Regions from separate parts of the Mus musculus genome. Here region 2 is linked to region 1. Evidence: chromatin contacts called from public HiChIP or PLAC-seq data. All regions are on one chromosome and are shown on one strand. The core of a region is the stretch at or near the end of the contact, and the rest is flanking DNA. Distances in the headings are between cores, read along the strand shown.

Evidence for each region. HiChIP or PLAC-seq counts read pairs in DNA pulled down with a chosen protein or histone mark.
Region 2: a contact with region 1 is called in an H3K27ac HiChIP or PLAC-seq map of the HPC-7 cell line, with 11 times the contacts expected there. The contact joins two enhancer-like sites. A contact is called at or near these places in 7 of 484 Hi-C or Micro-C datasets (the C2C12 cell line, the G1E-ER4 cell line, embryonic stem cells and 1 more) and 3 of 115 datasets of contacts at active chromatin or transcription factors (the HPC-7 cell line, embryonic stem cells and stem cell-derived neural progenitor cells).

What each region holds. Positions count from the first base shown.
Region 1 is chr13:95,003,895-95,010,421 of GRCm38.p6, forward strand. It overlaps Wdr41 (WD repeat domain 41), which reads left to right. Exons shown (of 14, transcript NM_172590.3): 7 at 1,837-1,948; 8 at 4,914-4,976; 9 at 6,391-6,501. Among named protein-coding and RNA genes, the nearest start is that of Gm48350, 7.7 kb to the right of the region's middle. Within about 2 kb of position 3,412, at least 24 of the 459 cell types and tissues checked have an H3K27ac peak or open chromatin away from gene starts, as enhancers often do. A contact at or near this core is called in the HPC-7 cell line, where this site is marked.
Region 2 is chr13:96,526,305-96,532,762 of GRCm38.p6, forward strand. The region is part of intron 1 of Polk (polymerase (DNA directed), kappa); the gene reads right to left. Among named protein-coding and RNA genes, the nearest start is that of Polk, 13 kb to the right of the region's middle. Within about 2 kb of position 3,442, at least 17 of the 459 cell types and tissues checked have an H3K27ac peak or open chromatin away from gene starts, as enhancers often do. A contact at or near this core is called in the HPC-7 cell line, where this site is marked.

The DNA of each region.
Region 1 (6,527 bases), core at 2,162-4,661:
TAGTAGTACCACTAGTAAGTGGTGGCCTGTCGAAAGGACAGGGCTTGAGTGCTAATAAATATATGGAAAATTCATACTGTAGCTTATGCATTGCTAGTGGACTTGTAAAATACTATTACAGTGACCTTCAAAAGGTTTGGCAATCTGGTAAATTGTTAAACAATAACCCGCCTGTGTATAATTCCACACCAAATGGAAACCTACCCACACATATGTATATAGTGAATGTCAGAACACCAGCATTCATAGTAGCTAAAAAGGAGAAATAAACTAAAGTACCCACCAGCTAGTGAATGGATAAACACATGTGTGTATCCACACAATAGATTGTCAGTCATCAGTAGACAGAATAAAGGGCTCACGCAGAAGCCCGGAGGCCAGGCAAGGTAGACTCCTGAAGCACACACTGCATTTGATTGCCTTCAACTTCCTCTCTCATCTGTTTTAAAGTAGCCTAATTCTGAGCCAAGGCAAGCCCTCCCTTCTTTCTAATTCAGTCTCTGTCCTTGTTACCACTCAGCTTACTTGAGCAAGCTGTGAGGACATGACTCTTGAAGAGAGGGACCCTAAGGTACCACACAAAGTAAAGAATTCTACTTCTTGGAAACACTTTAAGTCTATCATACAGAATTATTAAGAATTAATTGAAAAAAATTTTTAAAATTATTTATTTATTTTAAAGTCCAGATTTTATTCCCCTCCGACTGGTCCACATCCCATACCTTCTCCCCAACCCCCTGTCTCCACGAGGATGTCCCCACCCAACCAGACTCTAAACTCCCCGGGTCCTCCAGTCTCCTGAGGGTTAGGTGCATCTTCTCTGACTAAACCCAGACCTGGTAGTTCTCTGCTACGTATGTGTTGGGGCCTCATATCAGCTGGTACATGCTGCCTGTTTGGTGGTCCAGTATCTGAGAGATCTCGGGGGTCCAGGTTAATTGAGGCTGCTGGTCCTCCTACAGGGTCACCCTCGTCCTCCTCAGCTTCTTCCAGCTTCTCCCTAATTCAACCACAGGGGTCAGCAGCTTCTGTCCATTGGTTGGGTGCAAATACCTGCATCTGACTCTTTCAGCTGCTTGTTGGGTCTTTCGGAGTGCGGTCATGCTAGGTCCCTTTTTGTGAGTGCTCCATAGCCTCAGTAATAGTGTCAGGCCTTGGAACCTCCCCTTGAGCTGGATCTCCCTTTGGGCCTGTGGCTGGGCCTTCTTTTCCTCAGGCTCCTCTCCATTTCCATCCCTGCAGTTCTTTCAGACAGGAACAGTTATGGTCAGAGTTTAAAAATTAAAAGTAAGTATCATGTTTTCTGTTTTATTTTTATAAGGCATTTAAGGATTATATAGAAGTTGTCTATCAGTGGTTCTCAAGTTATCTGAAATCTTAGTGGCTTAGAGCAATGATAAACATCCATTGTGTGTGGACAGGAATAGAGAACCTCTCAGCCAAGTGGTACTGGCTCAGGGTCTCCTGACTCTCTGTCCCCAAAAGGCTTGTCTGGGTTGAAAAACCTACTCAGAGGCTCAATGTGGCTTGGTGCACTACTGTGCTGTAGTGCTCACAGGCCTAAAGGTGACATTAAAGCTGTGTGGACAGCTTTAGTGTTACCTTGAGGCAGTGATCTAGGAGAACAGGGAAGTCCCAGCATCTCCTCCGACTGCCTTAGAAATCACCTCTTCTCCATATTCGTGAGATGGTGGTCACTTAGAGTCCATAGTCAGCAAGAAGAAAACCAAACTGCTTATCAAATGGAGGGACTTCAGAGAACTTGCGGGCATAAATTAAAACCACCGAACACCACTAGACTTTCTAAACTAATGATCTGTTTCAAATGCTTGGCAGTGCTTGACCGTTCTTCAGAGACTGGACATTTGGCTGTCAGGCGGTAGTGACCTAGGCGTGTGGAACCGAAAGTTAGATCTGCTGTGTAAAACCAGCCACCTATCCGACACAGGTAAAAACCAGCCAGGGTAGCTGTGAGACACAGCTGATAGGCTGTAAATGACACAGCTGGGTCTTTAAAGAGACATAATCACAATATACAGGTCCATGGGGATTTCCTTTGTGTTGTTGCTGTTGATTATAGGTAGCCATATTTGATGAGTATTTTCACGTGACAAATAATTTAGTGAACATTTACACTCATGTGTGTATCTTATTCATGCCAAGACTTGGGTTTCAGTGTGTGTGTGTGTGGTTTTTTTTTTTTTTTTTTCATTTTTTTGAGACACGGTTTCTCTGTATAGCCCTGGCTATCCTGGAACTCACTCTGTAGACCAGGCTGGCCTCAAACTCAGAAGTCCACCTGCCTCTGCCTCCCAAGTGCTGGGATTAAAGGCGTGTGCCACCACCGCCCAGCTCAGTGTGGTGTTTTTATATGTAGATGCAGTGTGTTTGGAGGGTAGCCACCGGTCCTGTCATCCTCATTAGCCTTCTCCTCCTGACAAGTCACCCTTCCTCCACAGATGGGAGAAAGCATTGCCTTCTCACATGCGGCTTATTTTATGTCTGATGGTGATCTTCTGTTTCATCTCTTTTCTTGAAAATGATAGGATTTTGCTCTCTATGGCTGATAATACTCCACTGTGCGGATATGCATATCACATCATCACTGTGTGTATGCGTGTGTACATACCATCTTCATCCATTCATCCATTGATGAACACACAGGCTTGATTCCATTACCTCCCTTTTTTAAATAGTGTCACAGTGAACATGGATGCACATAGAGTACATGATAACCTTTGTGTACTTTCAGTACAGACCCATACCCAAGTGTGGGATAGCAGAATCGTGACCAGTTAGTATTCCACGGTTTGGTTGGTGTATTTTTATATATGTGTGTGCACATATATGTGTGTATTGTGTGTGTTCATGTATATGTGTAGCGCGCGCGCGCGTGTGTGTGTGTGTGTGTGTGTGTGTGTAGGGCATAGACGATGTATGACACATGTATGAAGGTCAGAGGATAACCAGTGAGAATCCTTGTCTTCCATGGTGTGGGTCCTCAGGTTCCCAGGCTTGGTGGCAAGCACCTTATCCACTGAGCCAACTGACTGGTGCTTTAGGGAACATTTCCTGCATTTAAAATTCTTCTTGAAGAAGGAAGATTTTCATAAGTTGAAAGCTAGCCTGGGCTATGAGTGAGACATGCAAAACCACTCTCCTGCCTCTTCCACGTCCATCTCGTGCTCTCTCACGTTTCTTCCATCTATTCCATGTGGACACAAATCACACTTATGCCCACAAGGAGAACTTAGTGCAGGCATCGCAGCAGTGCTTCTAGGCTATGACTGTCAGGAAGGAACACCAGTGAGTGGGGCATCTGCATTTGCATATGACACATTACATATATCACATAGCAAAGCGGGAAGACTAACTTTGTTAAATAATTTTTTTGTTAACACGTTCCAGTATTTCAACCTTTTAATGCTTGAAGCTGTGGTTAGCCTGAAACCATTTTATGATCTAGCTCTGAAAAGATATTCATTACTGTGTGCTTAAGGCCAAGCACAGTGTCCCGAACAGCTACTCAGGAAGCTGACAGGGACTGTGGTAAGCCATATAGCAAGACAACAGCAGCCACAGTAACCAAACCCCACATACGAAACACTCTGCACGTGATAAGTGGTGTGGAGGTTTAAAGTCATCTTAACACCTGTCATCTCGGAACTAATTAGCACTAATTAGCCGTAACCTCGCTGTTTGCAGGCCACTTCTTAGCCTTGACAGAGGGTGTTGAGATAGGACTGACTGGCTCTGCACAGGACAGTCACTTCCTCTGCGCTCTCATGCAAATGCTCTGACAGTCATTGTTGCAGGAGCAGGTAGACAGCCAACTTGGTGTCCTCTGACCTGCTCAGGCTGACGCTGTCTACCTGGAGGTAGTGTCCAGTCTCACAGTCTAAAAGCTCGGTCCTCAAGGTAGTTCCCTACGTCATCATTTCAGTCTCTCTCTCTCTCTCTCTCTCTCTCTCTCTCTCTCTCTCTCTCTCTCTCTCTCTTTCTTATATTTTTGACACCCTGATTATAAATCATGATTCAGCTTGCTAGAGTGGCTTACAGAACTAAGGGAAACACATCTGCCCACTTTAGTTCTATTACAAGAGCACCGAAGAAGAAATACCAAGGGCAAGGTGGGAGGCCGGGGCACAGAGACTCTATACTCCCTAAGTGTGCTCCCTGCAGGAACTGTCGTATGTCCAGCTTTACTGAATCCATCTAAATCCTGGGTTATTTTTTTTTAATGGAGGCTTTATTATGGAGATATGGTCAATTAAGCCATTGGTTACTAGTGACCAACATTACTTTCTGCCACTCTCTGCTTGGAGGTCAAGGGGTAAGGCTGAAAGTGCCAACCTTGCCCTCCTATCTTGGTCCTTCTAATGAGCAGCTCTCATCCCAGAACCACCAGTGACTGGCCAGAGCGAGTCATCTCGTTAAAACACAGGGTCCAGAGACTTAAAGGATTTTAAGGGTTGTGTCAGCAAACAGCACGGAGGCCAGATATCTTTTGCATTGCTATACCATCTTACCTAGTGCCAGGGAACATGCATAGTCTTGAATTTACATGGAGGGAAAACCACGGTTTCATAGCTCACTGAAGTAGCCATCAAATGGTGGTTGTGGTGCTTGGCCTAAGGGGTGCCTGGTACTATACGGGAGTGTTGAGTATACCACGTTAGCACTGCAGGAGCAATACTCAGAGCCTGGTAATGTGTCCAAAGTGTCTTCCAAAGGTACCGAAACTTACTCAAAACTCAGTTTCCATGTGTGAGCAAGAAAGGAAGTGTTCATATAGCATGTTCTAAGTATGTTTTATGGGAAATGACTAATATCAAGTTAAGAAAGTTTTGTTTTTGACGTAAGCCATGGTAGAAAATGATTTCCTTGTTTTATATCTTTTTTTTTTCCGGAAGGGATCAGTGCTTTGGTTGAAATCCCTGGGAACTGTGTCGCCGCAGCAGTGGGCAGAGAATTGAGTGAGTACATATCTATACATGGCTACAAGGCTACATGAATGTATACATACACGTATACCAGGAAGACAGAAGCGGTTTTATTTCAGAGATGTCTGCCTCTGCCCTAGCTCTGGTCTTTGATGTTGTTGAAATGACACAGGGTAAACCATTTTCAAAGTGTTAGATCAGACTTCTTCTTGTCAACATATTACAATATTACCGTCTTCTGTTAGTTTGATTAAACAATCTATTTCCTTTTCTAAAATCTCTCAGCAGTAAGTGTTTCCACTTAAAGTTTATTCACATTAAGAAGAGTTCTCTTTGATATCAGCTGGGAGACTTGCTGACAGCCACACTTTGAATGTAAAAGACTATTAGAATTTAATAATCTTGTAGAGTCTTTGACTGTTGGCAAAATATTGTCAGAGATACAGGTAGAAATGTGTCATGATGTATTTTCCAGAGAGGGATGTGAGGAGAAGAAAGTCATGGAGAGTCGATTAGTGCCACCCGGGGAGGATGTGAGCCCTCAGCACTTTCTGTATGAGGCGGGCTTGTCTCTGAGCATCCACAGCTCTGTCTCCCGTGGCTCATCAGAGCGCGTATGCACTGGTGTCAGCCTGCCCACAGGCCTTCTGTCTGCTGCAGACTCTGGGCATTTGGTAGCGGTAACTGGGCCTGGTCACATGTGGTAGCTGGAACTCCTAGAGTGTCATAGATGTTTTGTAAATGTTGGTTAAGAGAACCACTTGATTTTATTTTATTTTAAGTTTTATGTGTTGATTAAAATTAGGACTTACAGTTTAAATAAAACTATTTTTGAAGTCATATAATAAATCAAGGAACATATTCAACGTCTATAGTCATGAAATTAAAAGCTATATTCTCAGAGAATTTATAATTGAATAGTATACCAAAAATATGAAAAGTTGTTTTCACTTTGGGCTCTTATTTTTAACAGCTTTTTTTTTTTTTTTTTTTGATAGTTGTTGAAGCCTTTACTGAGTTGAAGGCCATGAATTTGTAGCTTATCTTGTGGCAGTGCTTACTGGCCTGGACACACAAGGAGAGAGAACTGATAGTGGAAATGACTGGGGAGGCGGGGCAGAGGGACAGAGCAGGGGTTGGTGGTGGCCAGTCACTGGCCTGGGCAGGAACCGAGTGGTATTCCTGACATACAGTGGAGACTGAGGAGGCAGCAGGGTTTGGTAGTGGGTTTGGAAGTCAACAAAGGAAGCAAGGTGAAGAAAACCCTGCCTTAGGGTTTTTGTGCATATTTTACACATCTCAAGCCTTTGGAAGAAATGGTCTAAGCTGGTGTAAACAGGTTCTTTGTGGAGATTTTTTTTTTCCCATGCAACATATATTTTTCACTTAATGCTTTTTGAGCAGAAAGATGGTTTTTGGACATTTTAGTAAAATGACTGTCTTTTAGTAATTTTTAGGCTTGTGACACCCACAGAAGAATTGCCGGAATGGGATATTATTGAAGTTAAACGCCTTCTTGATCACCAGGACAATATTCTGTCATTGGCTAACATCAATGGTAAGCTCATTGTGTACATTCATGTT
Region 2 (6,458 bases), core at 2,192-4,691, 1.5 Mb after region 1:
CTCCCCTGCTCCTCTAGGATGTTCCCATCTCCCCACCCTACCAGACCTCTAAACTTCCTGGGGCCTGCATTCTCTGGAGAGTTAGGTGCATCTTCTCTGATTGAACCCAGACCCAGCAGTCCTCAGCTGTATATGTGTTGGGGGCCTCATATCAGCTGGTGTACGCTTGGTTGGTGATCCAGTATCTGAGAGATCTCGGGGGTCCAGGTTAATTGAGACTGCTGGTCCTCCTACAGGGTCACCCTCCTCCTCAGCTTCTTCCAGCTTCTCCCTAATTCAACCACAGGGGTCAGCAGCTTCTGTCCATTGGTGAGATGTAAATATCTGCATCTGACTCTTTCAGCTGCTTGTTGGGTCTTTCGGAGTGCGGTCATGCTAGGTCCCTTTTTGTGAGCACTCCATAGCCTCAGTAATAGTGTCAGGCCTTGGGACCTCCCCTTGAGCTGGATCTCCCTTTGGGCCTGTGGCTGAACCTTCTTTTCCTCAGGCTCCTCTCCATTTCCATTCCTGCAGTTCTTTCAAACAGGAACAATTATGGGTCAGAGTTTTGAGTGTGGGGTGGCAACCCCATAATTCGCTTGTTGCCCTGTCTTTCTGCTGGAGGTGAAGGAATCCTTTAGAGGAAATTTTAGTACTCTGACTTAGAAGGGTAGTTCCATTAGAGAGGTAAAATTCTGGTGCATTGTGCAGGCCTCCTCTAATCCCACCATCTGGGAGGCTGAAGCAGGAGGCTTTACAAGTTCTAGGCCTGTTAGGGCTACATGGCAACACACTATCTAAAACAAAGAAGTATATACTATTTACTCTCAAACATTGCTATGTATTGCACCTCACTGGAGATCTTTACACAAATCTTGATCCTCAAGTCTCAAGCCATACAAAATACGCCTGGGAGATTTGGATAACAGCGTTGAGATAGGCACGTGCTTTCAATGTCCTCCCAAGATTCAGGAAAAGGGAGGCTGTTATCTCTAATGGTCTGCATTAGAACTCTTTTCCCTTAACTGTTACATTCAGTCTAATATTTTACTTCAGCAATTCTGTTTCTTGACATTGTTCTAGGAAAGCAGGCAAATGTAATTCAATTATAATAACATACCATAACAATCCAGGAGAATCCCTCCATTTGCTTTGCCCTTTACATGTTAAAGTGCGTGAAAAGAAACATATTGAATGAATATGAATGCTTTTACATATACTTTACATATTAACTTATTTATATTTGTTAGCTGGCCAAACCTTCAGAATTGATTTGGCTTCTTAACTGTATCAGAACTGAGCTGTCGACAATATTGTGAGAAAGGTAAAGTTGGTTTACAGTTACCTCCCTGCCTGCTGATGCCCTCATTTTCATCAGGACACACTCAGTGTGGTTTATATGCCAATGGCTTCCAGGTTAATAGTGCTAGCTCCATGCCTGCCTGGCACCTTAAGTTTCAGTATGTCCAAAAAAGCAGGGGAGAGACTTGCAGGGAAGACAGCAGTAGTCGGAGAGAATGAGACGGATACACGAGAGGGTAAGAGCGGGTGAACATGACCCAAATCCATTTCATACATGTACAAAACTATTCAATAGAAATGTTTCTAAAAACCTAACCAGGCCAGCCCCACCAGCTCCTTTTCTCCTTCCAGGTGAGCCCGAGCACAGGGCATGGGAGTCACTCGGGATCCTTTCTTTTTCACACATCCATATCCAAACGATCAGGAAGTCCTGCAGACTCTCACCACGCATCCTGAGTGTAACTGAGTCTCACTTCCCTCACTGCTGACACAGCAATGGGAACCACCATTAATCTCGGGCCTGGATGACTACAACACGTGCTCTGATTCTGCCTCTGCTCTCCTGCAGTTTGATTATCAACTCGGAAGTCCAACTAATCTATTTGTTTCTTTTCCACCTTCCTCCCTGCAAGAGAAATGTGCATGCAGGCGTGCGTGTGCGTGCGTGTTTTCGTGCGTGCGTGCACGTGCTCGTGCACGTGCTTGCATTTTGTGGAGGCTGAAGCTGACGTTAGGTATTTTTCTCATGGCTCTCACTTTAGACTGAGGCACGGTCTCTAGAGGAAGCTGGAGCTCATCAACTCTAACTAGTTTAACTAGTCAGCTAGCGGGGGTGGGGAGCCTGTCTTTGTTTTCTGAGCGCCGGGATCACAGATGAGCACCAACGCTAGCTAACACCTTGCTGGCTTTTCATGTGGGTTCTAGGGATCTGAACTATGGTCCTCAGGCCCAGTGTTCTATCCTCAGCGTCCCAACTGATCCTTTAAAGACACAAATTAGATCATAGCACTTTTTGGCTGCATAGTGTACAATGCTATTCTATCTCATTTCAGAGTAAAGTCTAAAATCCTTAAAATGACTTCCCTGGCTCCAAAGGATCTAGATCTGCTGGGTGTGGTGGTGCAACACCTTTGATCCCAGTGCTGAGGAGACAGAGGCGGGTGGATTTGTGAGTTCAAAGCTAATTTGATCTACACATTGAGTTCCAGGACAGCCATGAATACACAATAAGATGCTGTCTCAAAAACAAACAAACAAACAGAACACCTACAAGGTACAAAGACAGTTAAGAATCTAGGCCCTTGCTGCGTCTCAACTAGCACAGTTGTCTGACCCTTGCCTCCTCTTTCACGGCTCTCTAGCCACAGTGTCCTCCTTGCTGGTTCTCAGTGCAGCCTGTGACATTCTAGTCTGGAGACCTTTGGCACTGTCTTGTCCTGCATGGGACTTCATGTACATCAGATAGCATCTTGGTTAAATTTTCACATCTGTTTCAAGCCTTTGTTGAAACGTTGCCTTCTCACTGAGGGCAGCAAACCCTGACCTCCTAGTTTTCAATTGAAACCACATCTTTTTGATTATTTCTACATCAAAGACAAAGTTATCAGACCAAGCTAATAGTTATACATTGTGTCCTAAATATTCTCTAAAGGCTTAGTCTCTAAGGTAGTGATGTGAGGAGTGGTGTAACTTTTAAAGGATGGGGCTCTAACGGCAGGTCCTTGGGGGTGGGGCATCATGATGCTTCCATCAGTTCTTCACCACAGTTCTTCACCAATCATGGACTTGACTCTCCAGAACTGTGAGCTGAAATAAACCCTTCCTCCTTAGAAGGCGCCCACCTCCAATGTCTGTCAGGACAAGACAGTGTGGCGAATGAGTAAAAACTCACGAGTTTTAGTGTCTGAATCTCCAGGAATTTTTTTTTTTTGACATTATCATCTATGTTACTGTAGTGAGTCTGCTTTTGCATTTTTATGAATATTTACCTAACTCTTCAAGGTTTCTTAAATCTCTCATTAGTTCTGGTCGTCCTCTTCTTGTTGTTTCTTCAGTGAGTATATCTAGAAATTTCTGGTGAAGATGTTCATATAACATTACAAGTATAATGACTTCCCTATTTTTGCAGGAAGTAGTGAGCCTTATTTCAAGTGGCTTCGTTTGATCAGCAGATACTGTTAAGGGCTCAGCATGGTACCCAATATGTGATAAGCTCTCAGTTAGTTATTCTTGCTGCTGTTATGAATCCTAAGCCAAACTTCCAGAGCTGTGCGGTTTACTATAAGTCTTACTTCTCTCTAGGTAAAGGCTACAAAAGGGCCCAGGCAAGCATCCCCAAGGAAAACTGAAAGCTCACAGAGAACACAGGTGGGTTTTGTTTGTACTCAAATTAGTATTTATGCTATGATTGCTAAGCCTCATCACAAGTAGAATAAACCAGATGAATGGATGCAACTGCAACCTTGAAAAGAACGATGGTCAACATTTTTATAGCCTGAAATGACACGATACAGTCTGGTTCACTACGAAGCAAACGGAAACGCACAATTCCCAGTGCACAGACTAAAGGACAACCTCTTCTGCAAAACGAAATAAAACAGACGTGTGCAGCTCAAAGGAAAGAATTCTTGGTTCCTGTGGTTTGGGACAGTGGTTGAAGAGAACATTTTCTCTGGAAATCTTCAAATTCTTCCCAGGCCGATTCTATTGCTGACTCGTCAGATTACCACTTAAAAACACAAAGCAAACCCTGTGTGTTTGGTGGTAATGAAGGATGGAAACTTGCAATGTTTCAAAAGGAATTCTAAGGGAGAGGTTTCAGGATGGGGGCTTCTTCTAAAATGTACACAAAAGCATGCCAACAACATCATGAGTACGTGGCATATTGACCAAAGTAGTCTGAATGAATTTACCAGCAAACCTGATGAATCTAACCCTAGGGAGCAGACAGTGGGAAGGGACAAAGGGGAAGAAACATGAAAGGGACACCGAGCTAAGCAAGCTCCTGTGTGGAGCACGTTTTCATTTCTAATATATTGTGAAGAGTCAAGCCCCATACGGAGAAAACCTAAACATATATTAGACTAGTATTTTTTACAACTCCCAGATGTTCAAGTATTTATGTTTTCATCAACAGATTAGATACCTTGTGCGGTATTGTAAACTGCAATTATTCTTTTACCAACCAATTTAAAACACAATGAATTGAGATTACTCTAAATTTAAGTCTTCAAATGAATAATCAAATAATTATTAATAAACATAAGATCCCTTTTCATTTTTATTTATTATAAGTTATATCTTAAACTTTAAAGATAAGTCACAACCCCGACATTAACAGATTATTTTTCCATGTTTCTTTCAAACTATTTTACATACTCATAAATGAAACCATATGTCCACAGTTTTATATAATGGGAATGAAAACACAGATGCAACATTGTGTTTTCAAAATGCAAAACACTTGGCTTGAATTCACTTTTTAAGTCTTTGTAAAAAGAGCTGAGGATATATGCCGGAGGCATAAGGCTTGCTTACAAACTCAAGGTCCTGAGCACTGAAAAGAGGAAGCGGTCAAAAATAATTTAGCCTAAATTATTTTTTCTATGTCCATGTATCATATAGAAACGATACAAATAACAAAGCCCTGATCGTTATAAACTAGGAGTATGTATGCAAAAGAAGACTCAAGTTGTTACCAGAGACAGAAAATTGCTTTTGGGGACCTGTGGTGGTTTGAATGAGAATGGTCCCCAGCGCTCATATATTTGAATGTCAGGTTCTCAGGTGATGCAGCTTGCAGCTCAGACATGAGTCCTCAGCTACTGCTCCAGCAGTGCCATCCTCCCCGGCACAGTGATCACTGACTAGCCCCTCTTACACTGCACACAAGCTCCCCGTTAAATGCTTTCTTGTATAAGGTGGCTTGGTCATGTCTCGTCACACCAATAAGACAGTAACTATTAAGATACTCTTATTTATTGATTTAGGGACAGGGTCTCACTCACTATGTAGCCTGAATAGCCTTGACTAGTGATCAATCCGCTTAGCGCCTGTACCTCCAGACGGGTGGGATTACAAATGTGCAGCACCATACCTAATCCATATACTCTCTGATTGTCATTAGCCTATTTATTTAGCTGGTCCCAGTGAAGAATGGGATAGAAGCCAATCAAAAATATCTACTCTTATCTACAGAGATATAATTGGAAACTATCTCCCTTTCAGTCCAAGATGTCCTTGAACTTTGGCTCCTCCTTCCTGAGTGCTGAGATTACAGATAAGTACTAAGTTCAGGAAATCTATCTTCTTTAGTAGAGAATAAGAAATACTCTGAAACCCATTAAATAACGTATCAGTTCAAAAGTAAACTCCCGAGTCCAGTTTGTGCTTTTCAGTTTTGCTGATGAGCTGCACGCTTTGGAAAGGCTTCCTGGCTCTGTAACAGTGAAAACACACCCAGGAAGGAAGTAAACAGAGTCAGGAACACATAAAATTATGAAAAGCTAAATTTATGTTATGTGTGTGTGTGCATGTGCTCGCTCACTCGCTCGCCTGCATGTTTGTGTGTGCAGATGTACATTTGTGAGTATGTGGTGGCCAAAGAACCACCTCACGTATCATTCCACAGGCACCATCTGCCTTTGTGTGTGCGTGTGGTTGTGTATGTAGAGGTCAGACAACCACTCCTCAGGCACTCCCAGCATTTGCTTCAGAGTCTCTGCTTGGCCTAGAGCTTAGCCAAGCAGGCTAGACTAACTGGCCAGCAGGCCTCCCAGAACTGCATCTCATTACTGGATCTGGGCACTTGCCACGGTGCCTGGCAGTTCACACAGGTTCTGGGAATCTGAACTTAGGTCCTCACATGTATAAGGGAAACATTTTACCTACTGAGCCACCACCCAAGCCCCATCCACCTTTCGTTTGAGACAGGGTCTCTCACTGGCCCGGAACTCATCATCGATGGCCAGGCAATAAGCTCCAGCATTGATTCAGGCCTGGCTCCCCGCCCCCTCCCCCCCCCCTTAAAGATAGATTCTCAGGATCAAACTCAGATTTACTGATTGAGCTATCTCCCCAGTCAGCAAATGTGTATTTTCCAGAAGTTCACTATTTTGAGGATTGTTGACTCCAGGGAAGCTAGCATGAAGAGGCAGGCTGACAAGTTCTTGGCTACT